Linked DNA regions of Mus musculus: region 2 is linked to region 1. The links are chromatin contacts, called in public HiChIP or PLAC-seq maps. All regions are on one chromosome and are shown on one strand. The core of a region is the stretch at or near the end of the contact, and the rest is flanking DNA. Distances in the headings are between cores, read along the strand shown. Region 1 has its middle 46 kb from the start of C530044C16Rik. Region 2 overlaps C530044C16Rik (RIKEN cDNA C530044C16 gene).

Region 1 (6,963 bases), core at 1,684-4,183:
CTTTCATAGTTTGGGACTTGGGGGTTCTGTATAGAACACTCAGAAAGGAAAATGACTGCAATTTTGGGAGTCACTCAAAAGCCCAGGATTTGCTTAGGCGTTTCCAGTGCCCCTGAATGAGAATAGCAGGAGAAGCAAACTGGGAATATCGACAGCAGAAAAACCATTTGAGCCACAGAATTCCAAGCTCACTTTCTGTCCAGGTATTACTTTTACGTGGCAATTCAGATTATTATTTTGGAAAACCAATCAGATAGAAATGAGGACCCACTGCAGTAGGTGTGTTTGTGTGTGTGTGTGTGTGTATAAATAATACCGTGGAAGACCAATCAGCTGGAAATGAGGATAGACTGGCAGGTGATGCTGTACCCCCATGGTGTACAGAGCACAAGAAGTCTGTCCTTCCATCACCACTAACGGAGGATGAGGAAATCCACAAACCTCCAAAAGTAATGGTAGGATGCCTAAGATGGGGAGGGGTTTCCTAGTCAAACAAAGCACTGCCCCCTGCTTGCTGAGGGTTCCACGCCCTGTGAGAGGGCTGTGGGAAGCACGTGATTTACTCATGTGGATTGGGTGCTACAAAGAGCGCCTGGGAAGTGGCTTCAAACACGTTTTAAATTTGATGTTCCTTTGGACATTCGCACATTTGATTCCTGTTAGCGCCATCATTTTGTCTCCAAATATGAGCTGCTTCCATCCTAATTATATAAATCAATCTCTGACAAAGGCACCTTCCTCTGTTTAAGCACAGCCCCCTTCGATGTACAAGCAAGAGAATCCCAGGCGGGTTAGAACAGACCTGCAGTCTGGAGGTTGAGAGGTAGAACGAGGAGGACAAAGACTTCAGTACCACACTCCAGAGCGAGCTCCACTCGTAGAAGGGGGCGTGGTCAACACAGATCATACTCCATGGGTGTCGGCTTGTTTTCTGTGCTTTGTTTTGTTTTGAATTTTTGTTAAGAGAGAAAGAACATGGAGTTGAGTGTGCAGGGAGGTAGGAGAGGATGTGAGGGAACCAGGAGAGGGGAAGAATGTGATTTTAAAAAAAAAAAAAATATATATATATATATATATATATATATATATATATATATATGGATATGGTATGGAATCCTCAATGAATAAATAAAGACCAAAAAAGAATTTAAAGAGTTGAAGGCCATCTTTGGCTACACGAGGGTCTGTATATAAGGAAAGGAAAAAGGAAGGAAGGAAGGAAGGAAGGAAGGGAGGGAGGGAGGGAGGGAGGGAGGGAGGAAGGGTAGCCTCCCCCAGCCTTGAGCAAGCTGAATCAGACCTATGCTGCCACTGTGGATGAGACCACCTAGGGTGGAGCCTTCTGACCTAGATGGTTCTGTTGTTCTGTCACCTGCACTGTTCTTCTCCAAGTCACTGCTACCTGCTGAGAGGCTGGACCTGCCTTCCTGAGAAATTCCTGAGAGGTGGTCAGCAGGGAATGGGCTTTCCCCCTTTATAAGCACAGACTCTTAGTAAACATTGGGCCTTGATCAGAATCTGTCTTGGTCTCGGTTCTTCTCTTGCAGTTTCCTCCCTTACAGCTCCAGCCTTCCACTCAGGAACTGGTTTCGTGTGGCCATGGGCGGCTACAAGGAAGGAAGGAAGCAAACAAGCAAGCAAGCAAGCAACAAGGAAAGAAAGAAAGTAAGGAAGGGAGGGAGGGAGGAAGGAAGGAAGGAAGGAAGGAAGGAAGGAAGGAAGGAAGGAAGGAAGGAAGCAAGCAGGCAGGCAGGCAAGCAACAAGAAAAGAAAGAAAGGAGGGGAGGGAGGGAGGGAGGGAGAGAGGGAGGGAGGGAGGGGAGAGAGAAGGAAGGAAGGAAGGAAGGAAGGAAGGAAGGAAGCAAGCAAGCAAGCAGGCAGGCAAGCAACAAGAAAAGAAAGAAAGGAGGGGAGGGAAGGGAGAGAGAGAGAGAGAGAGAGAGAAGGGGAAGAAAGGGAAGAAAGACAAATATATAAATTTATTTATAAATAAATAGGTTGCTTTAGTTCAAAAGTACAGATGGTTGTGAATATGCCTTCCCAGTTCTTCACTTCCCCAAAGTTACTGGCTATGTGCACTGATCAGTTTAAGTCTTCGCGTGAGAAAACAGTTGCTTGTACGACAGCCTCTGGTTCCTTTGATCTAACAGTAGACCCACCCTGTAACAGCTTTGGTCCCCTGGATCTAACAACAGACCAACACTATAACAGTCCCTAGTGCCCTGGATCTAACAGCAGATTCACACTGTAACAGCTTAATATCATAACATCTGTACAGTGGGAATTACAGCACATAGCATAATGCTCATCTCCCCTCAAAGAAAGAGAAAGGCTTAGCTACAGGATATACATTGAGATAATAACTCAGAGAATATTGCTTCAGATAGGTCAGGAGAGTACGGAAGTTGGCCCAAGGGGAGATTGTTACAACATAGATAACAGTGGGTTAAAGCCACAGAAAAATGAAAAGAGGAAAATCGGACTGTTTAAACATTAAACATTTGTTTAAATATTAAAGTAAAGTTAGCCTGACAGCAAAATCGATATTAAATCAGGCCTGGAAAGTGTTTTACGACCTCAGACACTGGGCTTCTTAACTGCTAGTGTCGTAAATGATGTCACTTTTCAGCCTGATCATGGCTGCCAGGAGGCAGGTCAGAAATGCCAGCTTTAATTTTAAAATGTTAATTTGTGATGTAATTTAGAGTTTACTCTCGGGGACAAATGTCGTTTCTGGGCAGCAGTCCTTCAACGAGCTGTTGTGCACAAAACGCGTGCCCTCTGAGCAGAGATCCTTCCCCCAGATCATCCAGAGGGGCCTGCAGAGTCTCTTGGGTTTGGATAACGTGCAAACAGTCATAAATGGTTTGAGGTTCCTTTCCAGCCTCTGAAGATGTATTTTGAGGAAATGCTTTAGGGCAAAAGGAAAGGAAGCTATAAAACGCAGTACCTGCTGCCAATCACTTTCTGAGTAGGCTGGAGCTTAATGCCAGCAATGTAGACAGGGCAGGATGTCAGCAGAGTTAGCAGCCTTCTGAACACGTGGGGACTGACTGTCTTTATCCCATATGCCAACGCCATCTTAAACTCCCCTCTGTCTGCTCCCTGACCTGTCACAGACCAGAAACATCTACATTGTAGGGATACTGAAGGCCATGCTAACACACAAATGTGTTTGAGAAAGAGAAATACAAGGCTGCTTGGTAGGACCCTGACTTCCGCAGAGTTCAGACTGCCCAGGGTGGAAGCAGCTGCCCTTTGGGAGAGATCACTGGGTTTATAGCGTAAGTTGTGGACTAAGCGTAATACAGGACCCCACACTTGGGGTAGACCACTTATAGCCTAGACATCTGACATTGACCTAAGTTGTTATGAATGAATGTCTTCCTATAAAGGAACACTGGAAAGCTAAAGGTGTGTGTGTGTGTGTGTGTGTGCGTGTGTGTGTGTGTGTGTGAGAGAGAGAGAGAGAGAGAGAGAGAGAGAGAGAGAGATTGAGTTAGTGTGTGTGCATGTGTGTGCATGTGTGTGAGTATGTGCATGTGTGAGGGTGTGTGCATGTATGTGAATGTGCATAAGTGTTAAGAGGAAGAAGAATTATGAGACTATCTTAGCACACCACCACAACAGAACACCACAGCTTATCATCTTTCAGCCCAAACCCAAGGGCTCAGAGGGCCATATTTCCTCTAAAGATCCCAGGAAAGACTCTTTTCCAGGCCACTCTTCTAACTTGAGCACCTCCTCATCTGTGGCAGCATAACTGCAATTTTGACCTAGCTATCTACTTCCCAGTCTGCCTCAATATCTACCACCCCCTTTTCATAAGACACCAGGAAACCTCCCATACTCCATTATGATCTCAACTGTGTCTGCAACAACCTCATCTCAAAGTCAAGTTACATTTGAAGAAGTAGGTGTTCAGATGTCAATGTATGAATTTAAAGGGCACTATCATGCATAATTGTGCTATCAGGGGTAGAAAGCAGAAAGAGTCTATATAAAACAAAAAACAAAACAAAACAAAAACAAACAAACAAACAAACATACCGGTGGACCATGAGGAAGAAAAGAGAGCAATGGTGTTCAACCAAGTCAAAGCCAAGAACCACCTCTGAAAACATCACTCACACCAAATCCACAAGAGCCACCTCTGGGAGCAGAGTCCACTCACACTGAGGTCACAAGTGGCTCACAGACACCCAGAGAAGAAGCTACAGCAATGCAGACATTTATTTTGTAGCTTCATTGCCACTGAAAATGGATTGTCATTCATCTATTCTGCAAGGATATGCAGAATAGAACACCAATATCTGGAAAAGAAGCTGGTGCTTACCGCTAGGAGTAAAGGCAGGTAAACAGTCTATGGTCATACCACACTGAAGCATGCACAGAGAAAAGATGTCAGTCAGGAAACACTGGAATGTGACACTCAGAGCTGATTAACAGCCACCTTCAGACTGCAGTCTGAGACTCAGGGAGAGTCCTTGGCTACAGGGGGAGTCCTTGGCATCCCAGTACAAGCAAAAGAAATCATTGTCTGCACCAATCACAATGAAGGTGCTCATATCCTGCAAGCAACGAGAGCTGCTATTACTAACATTGTAACAAGAGCCACTACCATCATTTTTCAAAACAAAATCAGTAGTCTCTTCAGTCCAAACACTTGAGAGTTGAACATTGGCGAGACAACTTTGATCCATATTATCTTCTACAGGGCTCATAACATCTACCCCCCAGAACGTACAGAAGATTTTCCTTCCACTTCAACCATCTGCAAATTTACAGATGTATACGTTCCTATAAATATGGGTTGTAATAAGTTCCTCCATTTTCTGTTTGCTCCAGTTCTGTCAAATTTATGTTCACAAAAAAGACATCGACAAGAAAATTGTCAAAAAAAAAAAAAAAGGACAGGATTTCTAATTAGAACAGCACAAACAAACACATTGATTTTGCAGATGGTAGGTGATGTCTTCAATCCCTGCTCTGACCATTTCCCCTGGAGAGACTTGCTATTTGACTTTCTCAGCTATAGTATAGGGGCTTGATGTTCTGCTCTGGGTGTCGGGAGTATACAGAGGGTTATTGAAAGGGGTCGTCTTGGAAGACTTTTATAAAAATGTTATTATATACTGCCTGTTAGCTTTTAACACAGCTTGGGAAGGCAGTAATACAAAAAGAGTTGATTCCCCATTCAGGCTTACACAAGAAAGAATCCTAATAGACAATTTTATTAGGGCAGAGGGACAATGACGGATAGCATATCACATGCAAACTCTTCTGCCTGGTTTGTATAGGGGACCCAGTGCCTATGGAAATACATCCTTTACGTGCATATATAACTTAGCCATGTCCACCAAGATGATTTATTGACAAGGAGGTTGAGGTAAATAACATTTAAATCATCTGGAATTCTAACATATTAAGCTTTCCTTAGACAAAATCTGATGCTTTGCAAAATAAAGGTTATAATATAGATCAATAAGATATTTCTTACCATGGTGAAGCTAACTGATTTGCCCATATCAAACATGAAATTAGATACAGGGTTACTTACCACATTCAAAAAAGCTGTAGAGCTGTAACTCAGCAGGAAGATCAATAACTTTATCTATTTCTCAGTGGGTGGGTGTGTGAAATACATCTGCATACAGCATGTTGTCAACAAGACTGGGACCCATTGTGTTCCCCAAGACTGCAATGGCCCTTGCTCCAGATGACAGAAATTGCTTGCAAGGCAAGCTACAGCATCCTTCTAATCTCCCAACTCAGGTCTATACTTTTCCTTCTCACCCTTCCATGGGTATCAGTGTAGAAGTACCAAGTGTCCACTTATTAGTTGAGTTGCCTTTAAGTAGCTGAAAACCCAGACAAATCTGCTCAAAGACCAAAGAAAGTACAGGGGGTTGGGAGATTAGAAAGTCCTGAGAAGAAAAAAAGTCTATAGATGTGGATCCCTGTGCCATAGAAGCATCAAGCACCTTCAGGACAGAGCATTACCCTGGAGTGTGTGATAATGGCGACAACTTAGAAGTGGTGGCTGTCGCCCACATATCTATCAAATGTTAGTTCCAACCCCCATCTTGGCAAGAACAGCATAGGCTATGCCGAGAATGGTGGTGGCGGCCCAGGGTGACCTAACTAGAGCTTCAAGGCTTAACCACATTGGACACTCTGACAATTAGAAGCCCATCTACAAGACACAACTCTTGGCTTCCTTGATTACCTCACACCTAAGTCTGCCTATCCGGCATGACTCTAATGCCTGACACTGGAAACCAGCATGCGCATGAACAACAGTGCAGCACAGCAGCTGCAGCAACTCCAGGGAGAGCATTTGATGAGGAAAAGCAGCACACGTCTCAAGAACAACTGTGCTTAAATTGTGTTGGATTTAAGGTTATCCTTGATCTTCTAGAAGGATGTCTCCCAGTTCATCCAGAGGAAGCTAATTAAGTGCACCAAAGTGAACACACCTCTGCTGGCCACAAGGAAGCATCATCATGGATGTGACAGGGATGGTCAATATCCTTTCAGAGAGCCACAGTGTCTATGAATCACACCCATGAGCATGCTGGTTTCCAATTTCAGGGGTCAAAATAACACTGGGTAGGCAAAGACTTAGCTGTGATGTAACCAAGAAAACCAACACTTGCATCTTGCAGCTGGGGCTCCTAATACTCAAAATGTCCTTTGTAGTTAAAAACATCCTTGAAACTACACTTAGGTCCCTCCTACTATATCAGACACTAACACATCAGGGAATTTTCCTATATCAGTGTCCTAATGACAGGTCAGTATCCTCAAAAGACCTGGTGTTATTATAATGTCATGTGCATTGTGGTTTTGACACTACCCCTCATTCGTGGGAGTCGTGGGAAGAATATTTAAAGAGAGATCAATTACACCATGATTTGAGAGGGAAAAAGAGTACCCATACCTCATAGTGGGCTACCCACC
Region 2 (6,963 bases), core at 2,773-5,272, 77 kb before region 1:
TCTCTCTCCTTTTTTTAATTTCTTCTTTAAGATCTAAGATTTTTGACACTGAAGGGAAGGAAAGAGATTTCTGAAAGCTACAGCCGACTTTAGTGAGGAAAGCGCCCAGGTGTATGGATTTAATTCCCATCATTGTCTTCTCAAACAGCAATGAAGGAAAAAAGCCTAAAGCCCTTAATGAGCGCAACAAATTGAGGGGCCTGTGTTACTGTTTCCACCAGGGTGTGTTTGGACATCAATCCCTCTACTAAATAACCTAATTGTCACTGGGAAAACAGGTTGGGAGAGGATGGGGAGAGATTATGGTATCTCAAATCTAGCATTCAGCCCCATATTTTCCACAAAACTAAGCAACAATTTCACATTTTTTTTCCTAGCCTCTTTCAAACTCCTTTACAGAATCAAGAGAAAGGAAACCTAGGCCGCCACAGAACCAGGCAGCGTTGAGCAGTATTCAGACAGAGCCCGAGTCCTGTTTCTTATTTATTCTGAACAACTTGCCGTCTGGTAATATTTTTCTGTTCTATTTTTAATGGCTATAAAGTTTCTATCACATTCAGTAATTATCTTCAATCTCAAAAGGAGAGGGGAAATTCTACAATAAGAACAACATGAGACATTCAGTGCGCAGGTGCCAGATAGTGTTGTTTTGTTTAGTGGGGATGAGATTGTAAAAATATGGTTCTTTATAAATGATGTTCTCAAGCTTATTTATAGACACCGTGACACTCCCTCTTAAACTCTTTATTTAATTGCTAACAGAAACGTTATTTCAAAGGGGAATTAGGGCGGTGAAAATATATTTTAAAGTGGTAGAGTCTCCAGAGCGATCCAATTGTTTCTCTCTATCATCAGCTACAGCTACTTAGGAAAAAAGAAGTTGGGAGGTAATTTAAGCCACAGCACACAACAAACAAAAGCGTTTTAAATTTCTCAGGAGCAAGCTGTGCTGTGCTACATCTTGAAGGAGATGGGAAGGGCTATCAAGGAGAATTTATTGTCTGGTGGCCACCTCTAGTTATTTAGTGAAAGTTGAGAGCAAAAAAAAAAAAAAAAAAAAATTCAGTGGTGGCTAAGAACACAGGGGTAAGCTCTGCTTTAAGGAAGTGTGTGTGTGTGTGTGTGTGTGTGTGTGATGGGGGGTGGGCTTTGCCAACAGTTCCATTTTTTAGATAGTACATCTAATGATTATACTAGGGTATTATGGTTACTATTGAAAGACTAAGACATGAACCACAACACTACAATTCACTAATCATGAATACGTATCATGATACAGTCAGGTTAAATGTATCTACCACACTTACCATTCACCATGGAATCCGTGAAAGCTAATTCTTTCCACTTATTGATAATGCCTATCAGATGGACATAAGAAAAGTAAATAAAATATTTTCCCCCAAAGGAAAAAAATCCAAAATCAAAAATACTCTACATCTGTCAAAGCATACGCATACTCGTTAGAGCCTCCTTCAGTTAAGTCATCTCTCTGTTTTGTTCATAATTCAGTATTCTAAGTTCATACTCTATCTGAGAATCAGGCTGATGAGAGTTTACTACAGAAAGGCCTTGGAAATACTATCCCATTCACTTGATAATCAAAAGACACTGTGAGGGGTCTCGGTTGTCAGTAAAGGAGTCTGATAGAGGAGAACGGAGGGCATCAGATGTATCCTCACAGAGTGACCTCAGATTTCTCAGTGCATCTGCAAGGGACATGAGGTAGTCTTTTCTTTGTTCCTGACACAGGCTGTGACTCTAAGGGGCTTGCAGGTCAGCCACTTCTGACTTCTTGGCAGCTGCTAAGCTAGGATTGCCCTGGGAGGACTGGAGGGTGGGGGTGGGAGTGGGAGGCAGACGGGATCCAGAACAGAAACCCAGGCTGGTGAAGCAGAGGGGATGATGGCCCTGCGACACTTTAATGCAGTGCGTTTTCTTCTGCTGACCTGAACATGAGTAAATAAAGATAACCCTGGTCACGAAACATAACCCACTTCCCTTCCAGAGGGACACTGGGGAATTCTGGTCAAACGTGTCCTGCCCACATGAGCTGCCATCCGGCTGAACGTGACAAGTGTCAGTATGTCAGTGTTAGCCACAGCCTGGATGAGCTGCTCCAGGGGAGATCTGCCCTGCTGCCCCAGAGTCCACTAGGAGAGCCTCCACAGACTCTGTTATCAAAGTAGATGAATGGCGACCTACCTCAGTTCTGTTTCTCATTAAATATTTACAGAGGGATTATCCCAAGTTTTGCCCGTTTCTTTGGCTTTTCTGTTTGGTTTTGTTTTCTGGCTTTAACATACAAAACCTCACCTAATAAAAATTGCACCACATTCAAGGCAACGTGTTGAGGGCACTGCGGTTAATGTAGCTTTACTGGTGTTATTTTAAGTGTCTGTACTCTGAATTCCCTTGGAATCCATGCTCTTAACTCCCACAAATATGAACGGACCTCCCACGCCTGTAGGACCCCGCTGTGTATTTATTAGGAAGCAACTCCACTTCTAAATGCTGCACACCGGGCTGCCCCCGCCCCACCGGGTGCTCGAGTTCCTGAACATGCGTGTTTAAAAATGTCCCTTAAAAAAATATGGCTTAGCTGGACAGGCAAAACATTCTGTGTAATCAGAGAGCATGTTTAGGAAACACTGTTTGCGGAGATGAACCGTGCTTTAATGAAACGTCCGAGGGGATAAATAACTCAGTCCCCTTCTCCGGGGTCATGGGTGCTGGCTTCAGCTCTGGTCATAAAACAAAGTGGAGTCGTGGTCCCCGGAAGGGAGCGATGCAAAAACATCAAATGTTTGGCCTGGAAATGCAATGCGAACAGAGACTAAAACCAGGCCCTTTCACTAGCACAACAAATATTAAAATAACCACTTCAAAGGCTTGGGGGGTGGGGGGGGCATACAAAGTTAAAGCCAGAGAGAAAAACCCCTCAGGTGAAGTCTGGTTGGATATCTGAAGGGAGACCTTTCACCGCTGTCTCGAGAAGTTTCACTTAACTGTAAAAGATGATGAGGGTTTAATTTATATTTAAACCAAGGTTAGCATCCCTCTCCTTGTAGGACATTCTTTCCTAAGCCCTGCACTGAGGGTTTTGTTTTGTTTTCTAGGCGGTGCTCCATCAGCTTTAAGGCAACGCTCACCCTAAAGATGGATAGATAGCTATAGCATCACCAACTTTGAACAATGAACTAAATACTGTTGAAAACAGAAATTAAATTTTTGTAGGCTATCCATTTTTATCTGCATTGCTTAATGAGCTCTAGCACCGAAAATTCTGTGTCCCCATAAAAACCTATTCAGCATTCAGTTTTCTCAAACTTTAAACCTCAAAAAAAGTTATGGCATCACTGATGGTGTACTGCCACCGTCTGGTCATTTTGAGAACTGCAGGTAGGTTCCCTTTTCTTCAAAAACTGAGCTGTTTTCACCAACACATGTATCTTTTGGGGAAGAGACTTGTTAGACCTACCTAAGTGTCCTAAGAACACTCAAAGGAATTCTGAAGGCTCCTCTTGTTGCCTCACAGTAGGAAAAATCAGATCCACTTCACACCGGGGGGCCGGGGGGCGGGTTCTCTGAAGATTGCCATTTACAGCAGGGGTATGGGATGAAGAGAAACAAAATTCTTAGTTTACACTTAAAACTTAGACTCGTAACTAGCTAGTACACCTGTGTGTCACCAGACATTAGAATCCCCTTGCCATAGATGAGGATAATAATCATGCCTGACCTGTAGGTACTGGAGGGTAAAGGAGATGATGCCCCGGAGGTGCTTAGCACAGCGTCGCGCTCACGGCAGTGGTCAGCGATGAGAGAGATTATTAAAACTCGTATTTATTTAACTTCCTTTCAAACATACAGATGAGAAATCACAGTGTTGGCAAGGACTTCGAGTGCCTGGATCCTGTCCCAGACAGAAAGTTTCCACGATTTCCTTTACGTCATGGGAACGAGAGGATCTGCCAACCTTTAGAGAAGTAATCTTCCCTCCCAGCTCCCCACAGGCTAGGCTCACAACTGCTCACCCCCAGAGCTACTGCTGAGCAGAGCTGTCCTGCCCTGGCCCCCACCTCCCTCCTCTGCTCTGTTCGGTACACCGGCCCTGGACATCTGTATTTGCACTGCTCTCTCGGGGCCCCCGTTGCCCCTGGGTTCTGTCTTGCTTTGTTTATTTAAATCCCACCTCTCTGGGAGACACGGATCCCATCTTTCTTAAGAGTTTGCCTCCCATCCGCTTCCTTACTGGCCACCACTGGCAAGGGTTCATTTTGCCAGTGATTCCCTGACAGTCACACCCATGAATGGTGGGAATAAGATGTGAGTATCTCTATGCCCTGTGTAGCCACGAGAGTCTCACATCTCTGGTCCTCATCTCTGCAATAAAAATATATGTCAGCACCCATCTCACTATCAAGATGGTGTGTCGGGACACAAATTGGAAACAAAGCCTGCACTCCCCATTCTAAATTAGCAGAGAACAGCCCTTCACAGATTAGAAAGAGGGGGCCTGTCACACGCCTGGGTGGCACTAAAAGACTATTGTAGCTATAAGATAGAAGCCAGACCTCAATCTCTTGTGGCTCTTTTGTCCCCACGTAGCCCCATGTTTAAAGGATTTGTGCATTCTTGCTTCCCACTCCCTCTGTCTCTGGGTGGTAAAGAGGTACCTGGGCATGGACAGAAAAAGTTCAGCACCAGGTGGCGCCTGGGCTGCGGATCGGACTGAACCGGTTGTGCAACACTGCTTCTATTTCAGACACAGTGGCTTTAAGGTTTCTTAACATCACTTTGTTCCTCCATAAAATATAAACTTTTGGCCACACCCCTACCCCACCCCCATCCTATCCCACCCTTGTCTTACCAAGTTCCTGCAGATATCAGAGTCCACTGCATAGTTCTCAGCTCAGTTCTTTGATTTTTTAAAAGTCCCCACCTCAACCAGCAGAGGGCGGTGAAAGACAAACTGAGCTCTGAGTCTCTCTCTCTCTCTCTCTCTCTCTCTCTCTCTCTCTCTCTCTCTCTCCCCCCCCCCCCCCCCACTGCCCCTCGTGCGCATACCTAGGCTGAGGACTGTTGTCCCCTTTAAAGGTGCAAGGAATTTGATGGTAATGTTATCACTCCTGTTACCCCTCTGTATGGCCCATGAAGGGTTCTGAGGCACAGCCAAACACCCTGAGCTGGAGAAGGGAGGGGGTTCAGTGCAGAAGACAGGCCAAGCAGCAGTGCAGCTACTTGGAAGTGAGGTTCAGAGCAAAACAGGAGAGACCCAGGCCTGCACCCCACAGACCTGGGAAGGGTGGCTTACTGAGAAAAGTCTGGGGGAAAATAAAAGACTTGTAGAAAGTTCTGGGTGCAGCCTCCTCGACATGTTTGTGGAGCGGTTGCAGTATATCAAGCAAGTACTACCAATGGACTTAGACCATGCGAATAGAGACACAGAAATGTTACAGATGCACTTTGTGATTCAGATTTATAACTTTCCAATGAGAGTCAGGGCCTGGAACCACCCTCTATTCCCATGGACAGCCCAGTCTGTATAGGGAGGGTGGGCTGAGAGTAGTTGGGAGATGGACTGTCCAAGCAGAGCTCTACTGAATAAACAGAACCATCAGTAGAACCTACAATGTGGCCACAGGGTCACACAGTTCTAGAGTAAATGTGTATAAAGCGGTTCAGAAAGCCTGAACAAGCAAAAGTCATGGGGGACAGCCATGATTTTAAAAGCATAACTAAATACTACATTCCAAAGGACCAGCAGCATTGCAGGTAAGGAATGTGGGCAGACGTGAGGCAAAGTGATGGATTGTCACCACTGTGTCCCAGCAAAGCTGCTTGAGGAGGGAAGCTATTACCTAGATTAGCGGTTAGACGGGTGTTGGTTTAAACTTGTTGTAAGTTTTAGATTTGAACTTGAGAAAAAAGAGTTATGGATTGCAGATGAATATTTGACTCTTCCTTGCAGAGTCAGTGTTAATCCCTGAGAACCTTCACACTCTAATGCTTGCTGGAAAGATCTTCCATCTTCCTTTCCTTCTCTTCCAACATTAGGATCCTCTCTGCATTCACCTGGCAAGGATTACCCAGAGAAACCTGGACCTTCTATTAAACAGCAGCTCTTCAAATGTTTGGACCCTTGCTCTCACAAACAGCCTCTGGTCCCTCAGAGTATCTACCCACCACGCAGCAGCTCTTCATCCTAGGACTGGCATCAGTTCACCAAAGGCCACCTCTTTCTGAGAGATAGTCCTAAAGAGGCTCATCTCCAACCGTGAGGCTCTAAGGAAGGCTCTCTCTCTCTCTCTCTCTCTCTCTCTCTCTCTCTCTCATCAAGCAGCTTCTTGTCTCTAGGAACTGAATCAGTGGGAATCCCTGACCTCTCCAAGGTCACCCTCTGCTCTCCTGGGATGATATCAGAGCACAGGCTCATTTTCTCTATGATACTCCAGTGCAGCATAGAGAAAAGTGCTGTCCATTTTCACAGGATTCTTCTGAGGATTGGACTACTGCTATCATTGAGGGAGGGGGACTAATGGGACAGGATGTAGTAAAACTTGGAGCAAAAAATGAAATGTCAGTGTGGAGATAATCTGCCTGCTTGACCTTCCTACCATCCCCCGAAGGAATCGATAACACATCGTCCTCCCAACTCCGTGTTCAACTAGACTTGTTTTCTGTTGGGGTGGGGCATGTTTTTGTTCTTCTTTAAAGGAGACCACACAAACTGTCAAGATAACCTGGAGATTAGCATGATAGACCCTTCTTATTTCCTAACACCCTAGTGAAGAGGTGACTTCACATGAAAGGCCAGTGATCCAGAGCCACCTCCCTACAGGGTCAGAGACAGAACACCCAGCTAGCAAGATCTGGCCACCAGGCCTTTGGGCTCAGCGACAAACATGACCCATGCTATTAAGTATTGGGAAAGGAATCAATGTTGTGTGCTCTGGCAAGCCC

Evidence for each region. HiChIP or PLAC-seq counts read pairs in DNA pulled down with a chosen protein or histone mark.
Region 2: an HNF4G HiChIP or PLAC-seq map of pancreatic cancer cells shows a contact between it and region 1. The contact joins two enhancer-like sites. A contact is called at or near these places in 1 of 39 promoter capture datasets (the 3T3-L1 cell line), 1 of 15 datasets of contacts at CTCF or cohesin (the NIH/3T3 cell line), 8 of 484 Hi-C or Micro-C datasets (the C10 cell line, cranial neural crest, liver and 5 more), 5 of 115 datasets of contacts at active chromatin or transcription factors (the NIH/3T3 cell line, embryonic fibroblasts, embryonic stem cells and 1 more) and 1 of 9 other capture datasets (embryonic stem cells).

The regions. Positions count from the first base shown.
Region 1 is chr6:50,726,976-50,733,938 of GRCm38.p6, reverse strand. No RefSeq gene overlaps it. Among named protein-coding and RNA genes, the nearest start is that of C530044C16Rik, 46 kb to the left of the region's middle. Within about 2 kb of position 2,933, at least 8 of the 459 cell types and tissues checked have an H3K27ac peak or open chromatin away from gene starts, as enhancers often do. A contact at or near this core is called in pancreatic cancer cells, where this site is marked.
Region 2 is chr6:50,804,735-50,811,697 of GRCm38.p6, reverse strand. All of the region lies in intron 4 of C530044C16Rik (RIKEN cDNA C530044C16 gene), which reads right to left. It overlaps Gm31455 (a long non-coding RNA gene), which reads left to right. Exons shown (of 5, transcript XR_869068.3): 3 at 378-507; 4 at 3,871-3,986; 5 at 6,058-6,963. Among named protein-coding and RNA genes, the nearest start is that of Gm31455, 14 kb to the left of the region's middle. Within about 2 kb of position 4,022, at least 106 of the 459 cell types and tissues checked have an H3K27ac peak or open chromatin away from gene starts, as enhancers often do. A contact at or near this core is called in pancreatic cancer cells, where this site is marked.